2 separate regions of the Bicyclus anynana genome follow, and region 1 is linked to region 2. A link is a contact called in public Hi-C data. All regions are on one chromosome and are shown on one strand. Each heading gives the region's core, a stretch centred on a gene start, on an enhancer-like site or on the middle of the called end of the contact. The rest is flanking DNA. Distances are from core to core; before and after follow the strand shown. Region 1 overlaps LOC112045330 (frizzled-4). Region 2 overlaps LOC112045330 (frizzled-4).

What was found. Hi-C and Micro-C count contacts between places; a contact is called where the count stands out from the background.
Region 1: a Hi-C map of whole larva shows a contact between it and region 2, with 4 times the contacts expected there. The contact joins two enhancer-like sites. A contact is called at or near these places in 2 of 2 Hi-C or Micro-C datasets (whole body and whole larva).

What each region holds. Positions count from the first base shown.
Region 1 is chr19:8,274,376-8,281,406 of ilBicAnyn1.1, forward strand. It overlaps LOC112045330 (frizzled-4), which reads left to right. Exons shown (of 3, transcript XM_024081478.2): 2 at 4,682-4,854. Among protein-coding and RNA genes, the nearest start is that of LOC112045317, 9.7 kb to the right of the region's middle. Within about 2 kb of position 2,351, at least 8 of the 8 cell types and tissues checked have open chromatin away from gene starts, as enhancers often do.
Region 2 is chr19:8,235,454-8,242,385 of ilBicAnyn1.1, forward strand. All of the region lies in intron 1 of LOC112045330 (frizzled-4), which reads left to right. Among protein-coding and RNA genes, the nearest start is that of LOC112045330, 15 kb to the left of the region's middle. Within about 2 kb of position 3,603, at least 3 of the 8 cell types and tissues checked have open chromatin away from gene starts, as enhancers often do.

The sequences.
Region 1 (7,031 bases), core at 1,101-3,600, 38 kb after region 2:
GCATTTGTAATTTGTAAAATATAATAAAACTAGCAGACGGCCCGCGGTTTCACCCGCGTAGTTTAGAGAATGCAGGGATAAAATATAGCCTATGACACTCACAAATAACGTGGCGTTGAAGGAATTTTCAACATCGGTTTAGTAAATCCATAGATTATCCTAGCTGCAATACCATAGTCTTATACTCCTTTTTCTGCTATTTTCATATGCACTTTAACCGTCCCAGCCTTATAAAACTGTTGAAGCCTTGTAGCACAAATATTTGAATTTACATTTTAGTTGTTTTTTTTTTAATTTTATAGCGTGAAAGGATCGGTTCCAGCAAGATAATATTATCAATTAATGGTCGATCGAGGTGCGACACGCCGCACTTAAAATAAGAAAAAGAATACAAATATTTAAAAGCTTCCAGCCTGTTCACGCCTCTGTGGTAACGATGTTTGCATTCAGAATGATTCATTTTTATCCTGTGGCTTCATTATGTAGGAGTATCTAATGAAAAATACACACTGAGTACCTACTACTTTATCATATAACTACATACATACATATATACCAGATACCTACTACAATTATTTTTTATATTTATTTTCATATTTGCCAAATCTGGTAAATATAAATGCCTAATAGTAAGTTGGAAAGACTGTGTAAAGAGTAGAATCGAATCCACCTCCGTTCTTGTTTTTCTCACGGGCCCATGCGTGGCACGTCCAAGACATTCGCCTCTTGTGTGCAGTGTCGTTCGCGCTCTACAATTGTAGAGGTAGAGAGAGTTGTGAGTGGTCATTGGATGACCTCCTGCCCTGTTGGGGTTTGTTCTATTGTATCTTCTTGGCTATGTAAAGTTGTGTAGCCTTGAGAGTTTCGTCCAGGTAGAGCCGGACATAAGTCTCACGATGAAGTCATTTGTCTTCTTGAAGGATATCCCGTGGGAGAGCCAGTCGATCGGGCGGGCGTGCGTGCCACGGCGCTATGATGTGCGGGTGTTACGTCTCGTCTCGGCGTAGACTAGGATCGCTTGATTGATTATGGCCGAGTCTAGGTCCTCGATACGGAGGTCTCTGGGATGGTCAGATTCCTCACGTATCTAGGGGCGTTCGCGATATGGCGCAGGGCCGTGGACTGTTGGGATAGTAGAGGCTTTTGGTTGCTCAATAAACCACTGTGTTGAGTATTTGAGTCCCACCATTTTTACTGTGGAAAAATGTAAGCTTTCAGTGAGAAACAAAATTGTTTACGCCTTGATTCAATATACAATATACACAACAATACCCATAGCTTACTTGCTGTTCCACCCATGTATAGTTTTTGAAGTGAATATTTTGAACTGGAGTCTGGAAGTGCATTTCAAATAGCCTGTCAGTTTACTCAAATATTTAAAATGCTCTCTACATCGGGACAGTTTTCCTCTTTACTCTGCTCTCTACATCGAGACAGATAGCAGACATTCACTTAGGAGTTTGCATACAAATGAAAAAATTATAAAAACCAAGCTGGCTTTAACCACATTGTACACGAAAGTGAACAAGTATACTATAAGAAACTTAAGCTAACAGATACAAATCCTGCCCACGAGGAATGTTGCCACGAAGTCAATATGAATATCTGCAAATAATAAGTCAGTCAGTAATTACGAGTACCTACCTATAGCGTAATATGAATATAATAAAGAACTTGCACGACTCTACAACTTAGAGTTAGCGCTCAAATCTCAATATCACTTGGAACTTCTGAAAATACCTTCGCATAGAGTTATACGGCTGTTTGACAATGTAAAAAATTAAACACTCACTCATATTTCTATTGACCACTAACATGCCAATTCTCATACCTTTCTATACCTCTATTCATAATATGAAAATGATAAAGATTCACAATTTGGCATTTTCAGTCATAGCGAAAATTTCAGATAAATACAACTGCTTGATCATTGTATCTTTATTTAAGCAAAAAATGGGCAATTAACATTTTTATACAGATGTTGGCATACAATAATAATTCCATGTAGCAGGCTCTTCTGAAAATATCAGTAGGTATGTACAGAATAGGCAATCGACTATGTTTAAAAGAAGCAATCGTTGTAAAAACTAAACAGTTAAACTATTGACTAAAAACATGCCAGTTCTCATACTTGTACCATTCCAATACCTAATTATCACAATGCAAATCATACAAATATTAGACACCCACAATGTTAGCCGACATGTGTTGGTCGTGGCCCGTATAAACACGCCAGTGCAGTGGAACAAACATTGGTGTTTGGACTATCGCCACTTTTGGCTCTGTTCAAATAGAGACCGCTGTTTGTTCAAGTGCCAGTGACACGCCACTGCAGGCGAGCTTGTCCAAGTTAATTGTACCCCTGGGGGTCCTTATGCCTAACCTCAACTCCGTACAACGTAAAGTGAGTTCAAGATACCGACAGCTCAACTTATAATGGTGTCGGTAAAACAAGGCGATACCTTTCTTGTCCCTTCGGGAGGATTTACCTGTCGCGGGCTTTAACGAGCTTAAGAGCCCTGAGGACTGTAATTTACATCAACTCAAGCTGCCATGTTGGATTAGTACGTTTTGGGCAAAGCGCAATCTTTGACAGGGTATATTACAGCAACTTTTTCAGTAGAACTGTAGTAGTAGAAGTAAAACTCGATAGTAGTTTTAGTAGAACTTAAAAAATGTTTAGTTTCTCTAAAAGTGTTATGTTCACCTTATTGAGTTTTGAATTCATCTTTTCTACTGTACTAAGCAATTTTAAGTTCAGAATCACACTGATGCGTTGTAAGCTCTGTGTTTTTTACGCTTTCACGTCTAAAAGAAACCGACTTTCAAAATTCTATCGCACTAAGGGAAAGTTTCATTATCAGTGAGTAACATATGCTATATTTCATTCCATGGTGCCACAGACAGACATACACGTCAGATTTATAGACCCCTCTTTTTGCATCGGGGATTAAAAACCACGGTCGATGACAACAAGTCACGTTTAAAAATTCTAATATCAGTTATTATTATTTACAACTGATCATCTGTGGGCATTAAAATTAATAACGACCCCATTCGAAATGAATGCGCTTTTAAAAGTTTACGCCGGTCTGGCTGCCCAGAGTTATGCTTTATTTTATTTTTATTGCCGTCAGAGCAATGTATGAAAACATGCTTTAAAAATAACTTTTATTTATATTCAAGTAGATTTCTTAAAAGCGTTCTTAACATGCTACGGGTAGGTACATGACATAGAACATGTTTCAATAATTTAATTTTGTTTTGATAGGTTAATGTACCAGGTAGGTACTAGGTATATAAAATAGTAGTTTTTATATTCAACATATATATTTAAGGAAGGAAACCGCCGTGAGGAAACCTGCACACCAGAGAATTTCTTAATTCTCTGCGTGTGTGAAGTCTGCCAATCCGCATTGGGCCAGCGTGGTGGACTATTGGCCTAACCCCTCTCATTCTGAGAGGAGACTCGAGCTCAGCAGTGAGCCGTATATGTTGATAACGACGATATATCTTTAAAACTTTAATATTATTTTAATTCTGACATGCTCGTAGGTGCACTACGAAATATAACAATTATATTATAGGTAGGAAACATTTACCCATTTTGTATGCATTTTTTTTTACCATCACATCAAAACGATGTCTACAAAACGTTGTTTACGATAATATTTTTTTTTATTACTTACCTGTTCATTCGTATTTTGGCCCAACCTGTCATTAAAAACTGCATACAACGGTTACGTTATGCTCCATTACACTCATTACCTGCCTTATTAGCTACTTTAATTAATCTCCAAACATTTCATAGTATGCTAGATTGTTTATAAAATACAATTGCCACGTTCAACTTTCCTCATATGGTGAGATAATTGACTGAAACACTTTAACAAACCCACCTGCGTCAACAGCTGATTTTTTTGCTTGAATCAACCGCTTAATTAATCCCATCTTGAATTTTTACGCCCTTTTTAAATAGTATCTGCAAAGTTTTGATAGCAATAAAACAATACCGGTCAGACGGCCTATTCACTAACTTAGTCTTTAATTTACAACAAAATTGAGACGCGCGCAAGAGTCAGTCAAATTAGAGATATAATTAATATCAAATTATTAAAAACTGCATTTTTAGTATTCATTATCAATGGGCTTACATTGATAATGAAAATGAATTCATACTATAGCAGATGAGTGGATATTGCCCAGTTGCCGTTGTTATGACGTCATTTTAATTATTATCATTGGGTATTTACAGAATAAGAAAAATGCAGTTTGTAGATTTGATGCTAATTTTTATAGGTTGTCAATACACACCTAGTTAGTGAATAGCTTAGCACACCGACTCATGTTTATTCAAATAGCAAGAAAAAAAGAATTAATGAATAAGTTTATTAAGGACGCTCGTTGGCTGTCAACCAGATGTGGTTTCAAAGTCCAAGTCAAATTAATTAATTTTGTGTAGGCTTAGTTAACGAGCACTTTTGCAAGGTTAGGTTATGTTATTCGGATCACGAGATCCTGGGGTAGGATGAGGAGATGAGGAGATCTGTGGACCGCTATAATAGAATGACCATGATGACGATAATATTGAGCATCAGCCTTTACTCGTACTTACCTTTAAGCGTTTAATTCCAAAATAGTCTATTTGTTGCTAAACTAATTTCAGCGTATACATTTCCAGGTGGGTGGTAGTGACGGGTGCGTGGCGAGCGAGCGTGCTGCGCCCCCCAGCCAGTAGCGGCGCCAGGAACGACCGCCACTCCTCCCTGCTGCAGCTGGCTGCGTGGGGCGTGCCCGCCGCGCTGGCCGCCGCCGTGCTGGTCACAAGGGACGTGGATGCTGATGAGCTTACAGGTAACTGTCATGTCTAATCAGTTGCGCCCCCCGCCAGTAGCGGTGTCAGGAACGACCGTTACTCCTCCTTGCTGGTCGTCACCAGGGATGTGGATCCTGATGAACCTACAGGTAACTGTGATGTCTAATCAGATCCGTCAGTCAGTAGTGTCACCAGGAATGACCGCCACTCGTATTTATCAGTTTAGGATTTTATATTTTCGCAAATTTGCTGAGGTCATGGTCTAGTGATAGGCATCGTTCGTTGCTGGTTACCACTCTACCGACCAAGAAGTAATTGTACTACCAGTGATTTAGCGTTCCAGTATGATGACGCGTACAGCCGTCAGAAGTATGGATATAGAATAAACTTGTACCTCTTTCAAGTTACCCCGCTTCTGCCTTAAAATACATTGTCAACTTCTTGGAAATTATTATCTAATAGTCTAATTTGTGATCATTTAGAGAGGCTTTAAGATACCTGCTCAGTATTGTACGTAGGTAAGACAATAATTATGTTATGGTAACGTACTTTAAAAAATACCTCCCACAAAAGCTATGAATGGATCGCGATTCTATTATTTTAGCGTACCGAACCAATACCATTCTAATACACATCCGTATCGGCACATAATCGTAATCGCATCATACGATTCGGTCTATACGTCCTTTGATTGTTCGATCCGCGGCGTTTTCAAAGAGATTAAAATCTCATACGAGTGCACGGGAGCACGCATTCATTGCACAGTATTGGAAGAATGAGTGTTTTGTGAACTATTCTCCATTATATTCGTACTGTAGTACTAATATAACACGTGGTTTGCTGTACTTAATGAGTCACCTTCATATAAAAAGATTTCAAATTCGCGGTTCGCCAAAGCAAATGTTTGTGTTGGTCGACTCTCCAGGTGTCTGGGTGTTTAGGTATCTGGATAGATGACAGCGGGTTAAAAGAGTTACTAAATACAAGAAGATCAAAACCGTTATGTTTGGGAGTCCTTATAGACCTATGTCCAGTAGTGGATGCCCATCGGTTGAAAATGACGACGAATGACGATATTGATGCAGTGTTTGTTTTGGACTTCTCTAGTCTTCATCAATCAGCTCTTAGCCTAAAAATCCGCGAAATATAAATGTATTACTATCATAGCCAAAGTTCAGTAACCCTAAAATTTTTTATTTAACTAGACATCCGGCTCGAAGGACCAATTGTTCTAAAGTTGTCATAAAAATATTAAACCTTATAATAACCAAAGTGTAAGCAATGAAGGTTTTGACCAACACCGTAAGAAGCTTTCACTAGGCCGTTGTATAAAGAATTCAAGAGTGAAATACTGCAAGCATTTAATTCTTGAAATGGCGCGACGCCTTTTGTGTGATGTAAATATGCGTAATTAAATGAGAGAGAATAACAATCAACATACTCATATTTTTACTCAACTAAATCCTTCTTCTACTCGTATAATTATAATATTACAGCGGCGTGCCCTGTGCTACTAATATTATCAAGAGAGACTTCTTATCGCGTAAACCCGTGATTATTAAATCCTTTATTTAACGGATACGACCATTTGAAGAACGCCGCTGTTTGATAAAATATTCTAAAAACTTGGAATTAATACCACAACACGTGAATTTAAAAAAGAAACCGACTTTAGATAACAAGTACAGTACCAAGTTTATGTAAGCTCTTTCTATATGTATTTAAAACAAAGCGCTTACTTAAAACAGTAGATTCCTTTCGTCATAGAATAAGTGTTAGTACGTAATGGTATTGGTTTAGTCCAATAAAATATGAAGTATCACCAACATTCCTCACGGATAAGGTTTAAAGAGACTTTCCAGATAATTCATCTGTTTATAGAATCGAATTTTCTAATTGTATCAATTATGGATATAATTAACCTATGATCATATATGAGTAAGTAGGTAGTATAGGGTCACCATATATATGTATTACCTATGGGGTCACTTAGAACACCTATCGTCTATCTCTTCTGAGTTCTTAGTTATTTGAGCTCACTTTTACAATCCGTCTTGTCCGAATTTAAAATTACTCTATCATTCTTATATACCCACAAATTCTTAATCGTGTTGTTAATGTTCTGACGTGTGATTGATTCTTTTGGATGAGCAAACTTAAATTAGGTTTTTAAATTCTACATTAAAATTCCATTTGAATGTGACCGATAATATGT
Region 2 (6,932 bases), core at 2,353-4,852:
TATGTAGAGCTTCCTACTAACATAATTTTCAAAATAGATAGATGTAGAGATTACTCTCTACAACCTCACAAACTCACAAACTCTACTCTTCCTCTTTATAATATAGATAGAAGATTATAATAGTTTAACTTTATCTTAGTATATTTCCTTTTTAATATTATTGTAAAACTTTATAAAATTGGATACTTTTTATGTTTAATTTTGAAATGCTACTTGGGTTCCGTAGGAGCCGTGATAGCTATGATTCGCCTTTGCCTTCGAATCGGAAGGCGTAGGGATGACTCGGGCTCTGAAATAACACTTGTATGTGTGACACCCGAAGATAGAACCTCCTCCTTTTTGGAAGCCGGTTAACAAGTTATAGAATAACACCAGCGGTATGTAATGTCGGCGGTGCTCATAATATGTTGTTTATTTTAAGTTTCCTTGCGGCTGCCGATGCAATCTTAACACGGCCGCCCCGCCTTGTGCCGAGCGAGGCTCGTTAGTAGGGCTTCGATCACGCGACGAATAAAGTATCGATGATTCGATAACAATCGGGTTTATTCCAATAGTTGGACCATCCTTGTGCCTCGGATAACACGTCCCATGGCCCTCCGTCGGCCTCAGTTACCGAAGCACAGACATTCGTAAAGCTCAGTTAAAGATCAAACTCAAGTTTAAAAGGGTCTATAGCGAAGGAAGTTGAGTGTCCAGTGACGGCATTTCGTGTGACATCTCGTAGAAAAAATTAATTATTATGTTGTATACTTGGATTGATGGTCTGGATCCTGCTACCTCTCATACAAACTCTATAGTTGCCTACCGCACTTTAGCTGGCTTTTACAGAATTTTGCATTTTTTTATTTTAAGAAATACCTAATGAAATAAAGAATATCTCACAGAATGAATACTTATTTTTTTTAGTTTCTTTAAACTAAAACAAATGACGAAAAGGCAAAACAACAATTTATTTTAGTTTGGAGATAGGATTAAGCAGAACTGAAAATGTGAACAAAAATGGTAATTCAAATATGTCGATAATATTTTATTCACATCACTACGTCGAAGGATTCGATTCCACTGCGCCCGCGCCGTAATTGGGATGCTAATCAGATGCTGAGCTATCGCCGTCCCTCTCCGACACGTAGGACGTGTTCGTCGCATCTCACTCTCGCCAGGACCGCTTCGAAGGCGGAGGGTCTTCAATCTTCCGACAATAAGCACTGACGTGGTTCCCCGAGGCTTGCTCTGTAATCACTGTAGTTTGCACTGGCAGAATAATTTTCCCTGGTAACGACCGAGCTATCGAACTGCGTTGTGTATCCTCGTTTGGCGCAATTTACAGATCGAATGTTGGCAATTTCTTTTTTAGTTGGTACTGGGAATAATGACTCGTTTTTGCGTTGTTGTCAGTAAACAGAAAGTGGGCATTAAAGTGTGTATGAAGCGAAAGATACAAACTGAAGTGTACTTCAATCTCTAATTATTTAAGTAGCTGAAGACTTAGACCTAATGATTACTATTAGGTCTTAAACGTATGTGGAAATTTGACATAGGGACAGAATTTAGTTTATAGCTTGGCAAATTCGTTCGTTACACTCCCAATGGTCCGCGCACACGACTTTATACCCGCGCTGTCCTTCCCTCTGCTGGTGCGCACGACTTCACACCTGTGCAGTCCTTTCCCCCGTCGCCCGCATATCATGGGAATGTCATAAACGAACTTGCCAAGCTATAGTTTAGCACAAATTAAAAAAAAAACTAATTTTTATCAGATATTCCTCTATGAAACGGATCATCACTGTCTCAGTCACGGCGTAAATATTTAATAACTATTATCGATATAAACTGTTATTTTAGAAGCTAAATACTAGGTTTTATACAGTTTTTTAATCTATACTAATATTATAAAGCTGAAGAGTTTGTGTTTGTTTTTGTTTGATTGAACGCGCTAATCTCGGGAACCACTGGTCCGATTTGAAAAATTCTTTCAGTGTTAGATAGCCCATTTATCGAGAAAGGCTATAGGCTATATATTATCCCCATATTTCTACTGGAACGGGAATCACGCGGATGAAACCGCGCGGCATCAGCTAGTGTCTAATAAAGTAAAAATTTTTTCACAAGATTTCTAGCTTAAAATTTTTAAATATTTACATAAATAAATTATACTAACACAGTTAAAGCTTCATATAAACCAATGCTTCATAAAATAAACACTAACAGCTAAAACCTACATAGCTTCATGTGTTAAAAAGGCACTGAACTTATTACAAGAACCTTAAAGTAACACAGGCTTAGTTAAAGGCAACCAAAGTCCAATTCGGTCGCGTATACCCGGAGAAACACAAAGGAGCCGAGAAAGGATCCTACATATCTGGCGCGGGGATCAACTCCGCCCGCGATGCTATCGCACTACCCTCATTATTGGAACCAGCGGCTTTGTGGCGATGCAACGAATATTGGGCGATGATGCAGTGAATTTATTGAACCTTAGTTAAAAAATATGTAGCTGCAGTGTGGTGAAATTCTTAATGAATTGTCATTGGAGGACTTGGAGGCAATTAGATCGGTTTCCAGCTTTACACAGGAAACAGAAGTACCTAATATTTTGTAAATTATGATTAACTAAACTCTATAGGCGAGAGTCGTGGTATCCCAGTGGATATGACCTCTGTCTCCGATTCCAGAGAGTGTGGGTTCGAATCCAGTCCAGGGCATGCACTTCCAACTTTTCAGTTGTGTGCATTTTTGGAAATTAAATATCACGTGTCTCAAACGGTGAAGGAAAACATCGTGAGGAAACCTGCATACCAGAGAATTTTCTTAATTCTCTGCGTGTGTGAAGTCTGCCAATCCGCATTGGGCCAGTGTGGTGGTCTACTGGCCTGACCCCTCTTATTCTGAGAGGAGACTCGAGCTCAGCAGTGAGCCGAATATGGGTTGATAACGAAGACTCTGGCAAGTTCGTTGATAACACTCTCATGATATGCGGGCGACGGACGGAAATACTGCGCGTGTGTGAAATCGTGCGTTAGGGGAAGTGACGTGCATCAGTCGTGGGTTTTTCATTCATCGCTACACGCCCCCATATCGGGAGTGTTAGATATATTTAGAAATATATCTAACACTCCCAAGCTATAGTTAGAAATTCAGTTTTTCACATAATATGCCGCGTGAATATTTGGTGTTTACGGGATAAAGTAGTCTATATATTGCTCAATAATCTTCTCTATCTTCCAGTGAAAGTCCCATCAAAATTGGTTCAGCCTTTCCAAAGATTAGCCCGGACAAAGAGACAGACAGACACAAATTTTAAAAAAACTCGTTTGTGTTTTGATCTCGTGTTAATAACTATAAGCACTTAACTAAGACACAGTTACTTTAAAAACACTGACAAACACTTAATTTACATATATTGTGATTGTAAGTATTTGATCGATCCGTCACGTTTTCTCGTAGAACATCAAAATACTCATTCGTTGTTCTTATAAAATGTTTATCAAACCTGTTCCCTTACAAAACAAATCAAACACAAGATCTATTTCGATAACACCAACACAGGTCTGGTAAACCTTTTTTTTTGTACTTGAAAATTTCATTTTGTATTCTCAACGCGTCCTGCATCGCTTGTTAGCCACGATGCACGCGCCGAGATATCCACAACACGATGCAGGCTGGACCACGCTGTGATACGATCTCGGTACGGCCATTGTTATAATCTGGCTTTGAACTTGAATTACACTATTTATCACTTTCTCTATACCAGTAACATATCTGTGTTACGGTTATCTATAATAAGATCTGTTGTCTTGGATTTGATGTTGAATGTTGAGTGGTTGTTGATGGGTATGTCACGATTTTCTGAAGAGATGCGTTTTGTTTTATACTTATACGTAAGAAGACGCTTTCCGCATTGTTTAAGACAATGTTTGAACAATACTGGTACTATTCTAACGTTTCTTACATTAATAAAAGTTTTCTAAGTAACTTTTATAGGTGAACTATCTGTGTGCCAATGAAATGTTCCGTCAAATCAATTAATGGGTATACAATCAATCATTCCCTGTTTTCCTACCCTTAGGGTTGTATTTTTTTTCCAAATTTATATGGAACCTAATTCGAACCCTACCCTTAAAAAATATCAATATCGGACTACTCAGTAAAAAGTTACACGTGTTCATACATAAAAAAATATATGCACGTCGAAATGTTAACCTTCTCTCTATTTTCGTCGGTTGAAAAAGCAAACCAACAGACATGGACTAGTTTTCTTGTCAAGTATCGTGTTAAAACATTCATAAGCATTTAATTACCTAAGTAACATAAAATTAAAAGTATTCGGTTGAAAAATGTGCCAAACAATCAGACATTCAATAAAAAAATTTCAACATCCGGTTAAAATCTGTTATTTTGGTATTACCAACAACTTAACATCAGTTATAACAGCATACGGACGAAGTTTATAGTTTCAAAATTACACACCCTATTTTACCTAACAACTATTAATTAAAAAAACTGCGTCTAAAGTCCTACGACTTCGGACTTCCGCGCTACCGGCTTGGTAGAATCGAACTTTTAAGGTTTCAAGTAATAAACACAGTCGCCGCACCATAATACATCGGTACCTGTTTCTTTAATCTAAGCCGACAACCATTTATAAAAGCAAACATAATTATATAGTTGATTGATTTCTAAATACGTTCACAACATAAAACAGGTTCTCATTATATGAACTACGAGTAGATACGAGTTGGTATATTATCAAACTTTTAGAGACCCCGCTCATTTACAGTTTTTAGTTGGCCGGTTGTAGAACAGTGTGCCTAGTGGGAGTTTTCAATATTTTCATACTGTTACTATCACGTTGACGTTTTCGCAAATTTTATATGGAATTGAAACAGTTGTGCAGTAGTGCCACTAGATGGCGCTGTTTCAATTCCTTAGAAATTCGCGTTTACGTTACGTGACGGTAACAGTATCAAACTGCCACTAGGCCCTCAGGTATAGCGATGTATGACAGCCCGCACATCTGTCCAACTAAATCACGTACAATTAAAAAGTCGTCTAACTATCGGCCAACTAAAAATTGTCAGTGAGCGGCCATCCTTAAGTTCTCTTCCGAATCTTGTGATCCGAAGGTCATGGGGCAAATATTTCTGTCAGTGTCTGGGTGGGCTGCGCTTTTCGAAATCTTGTTTGTTGGTTTTCGATGATGGATAGCCATGTAATTAAGGGCGGGTATAACTTATACCTAAGTATCGTTCGGAACGCGTCTGACGGGAATTTCGAAATTGACTTTAATTTCTAGGTAGGCAGCCACGGCAACAAGCTCCTTATTATATCTAGCAATTTGCTGCAAGCACAAAATAAGATCATGTCATGAATTACGAGTGTAATGTTCGTGCAATTACCTACGGTTTATTTTTATAATATTGGAATAGACTGGCAGTAGTTATTAGTGGTTTAACTGCTATATTTATTGGGTTAACGAGTTACCAGTGTCGGTATTTGTAATAAAAAGCCACAGCTGAAAGTTTAATTACATATTTTGTAGATTTTTATTTACATTTATTTTAACTAGATATATTTAATAGATAAATTATTTGAATGCTTTTATATTTCCTAATAGCTAGAAAGTATCTGCTACTTGTATAAAACAAGTATCTTGCTTTTAACTTTATTATAAAACTGGCGCCCCGCGGCTTTACTAGCGTAGTTCCCGTTCCCGTGAGAACGCAAGGATATAATATAGCCTATGACACACTCAATTAACGTGGCTTTCTAGTGTTAAAAGAAATTTTAAAATCGGTTTAGTAAATCCAGAGATAACCTCCCTACAATATCACATACCTAATTATAATAATACCTCTAACCTCTTTACCTCTTTATAATATTAGTATAGCGTCTATAGATAAATTATAGTTATCTTACTACCCATAACACAAGCTAATAGACCTTTACAGATAGATAGAGAGAGATTTTACCATGAGAAAGTCAGGTTATTTATAAGTGTCATAATAGACTATATTTTATTCCCAAATTCTCACAGGTACAGGGATTACGCTGGTAAAACCGCGGGGCGTCAATTCAAAACACATATGCTACTCCTAGATGCTCATCATACAAATATTTGACTATACATCCCTATACACAGGGCCGGACCGTCCATACGGCGAACGGAGCGGTCGCTCCAGGCGCCAAATCCTAGGGGGCGCCGAAATGGTAAAGACAAGATCGAAAAGAAATTTATATATATATATTATTCTACGAACTTTTCAGACGTCCCTAGTATATAATGTTAGGAGCAAACAGGAAAGGCGCCATAATTGGATCTCGCTCCATTCTAAAATTCACCTCGGTCCGGCGCTGCCTATACACATGTGACTGTATTAATGAGAGTGCAAAGATAACACTGTATTCTCTAATACAAGCAGGAAATAATCGTATGGTAACATAATAACGCCTGCAACACTATCGCCTTACAAACCCACAACATTATATTATATCAGCATGTGTTGATTTGAAAACAGAAGCACTTCTGTGTGAGCCAGTGTAATGTACGCTGAGTCAAGTTACTCTTATCGCGAACTATACTGAGAGGGCTTGCTAAGCGCAAACTTATTACTTTAGGGTGACCATGCATAATCTAAACGGCAAACGTTATGTACATATTATTGAGAAAGCTCGTATATGCCTATTTTAACTGGCTTTCTTGTTTTTATGTTTGTTACCTCACAACTATTCAATTTACTAACGTCTAAGTACCAAAAAGTATATTACAATCATTACGTTACGTAAGTATAGTATAGCCATTTTGCTTCGTAACTTATTAACCAATTTACTTCGTAATTTACTAACCAATTTTGAAAATTATTTTTTTCTTTGAAAGAGTATACTTCCAGACTAGTCACATTTAACGTTTAACAAAATCGATTCAGTAATTTTGT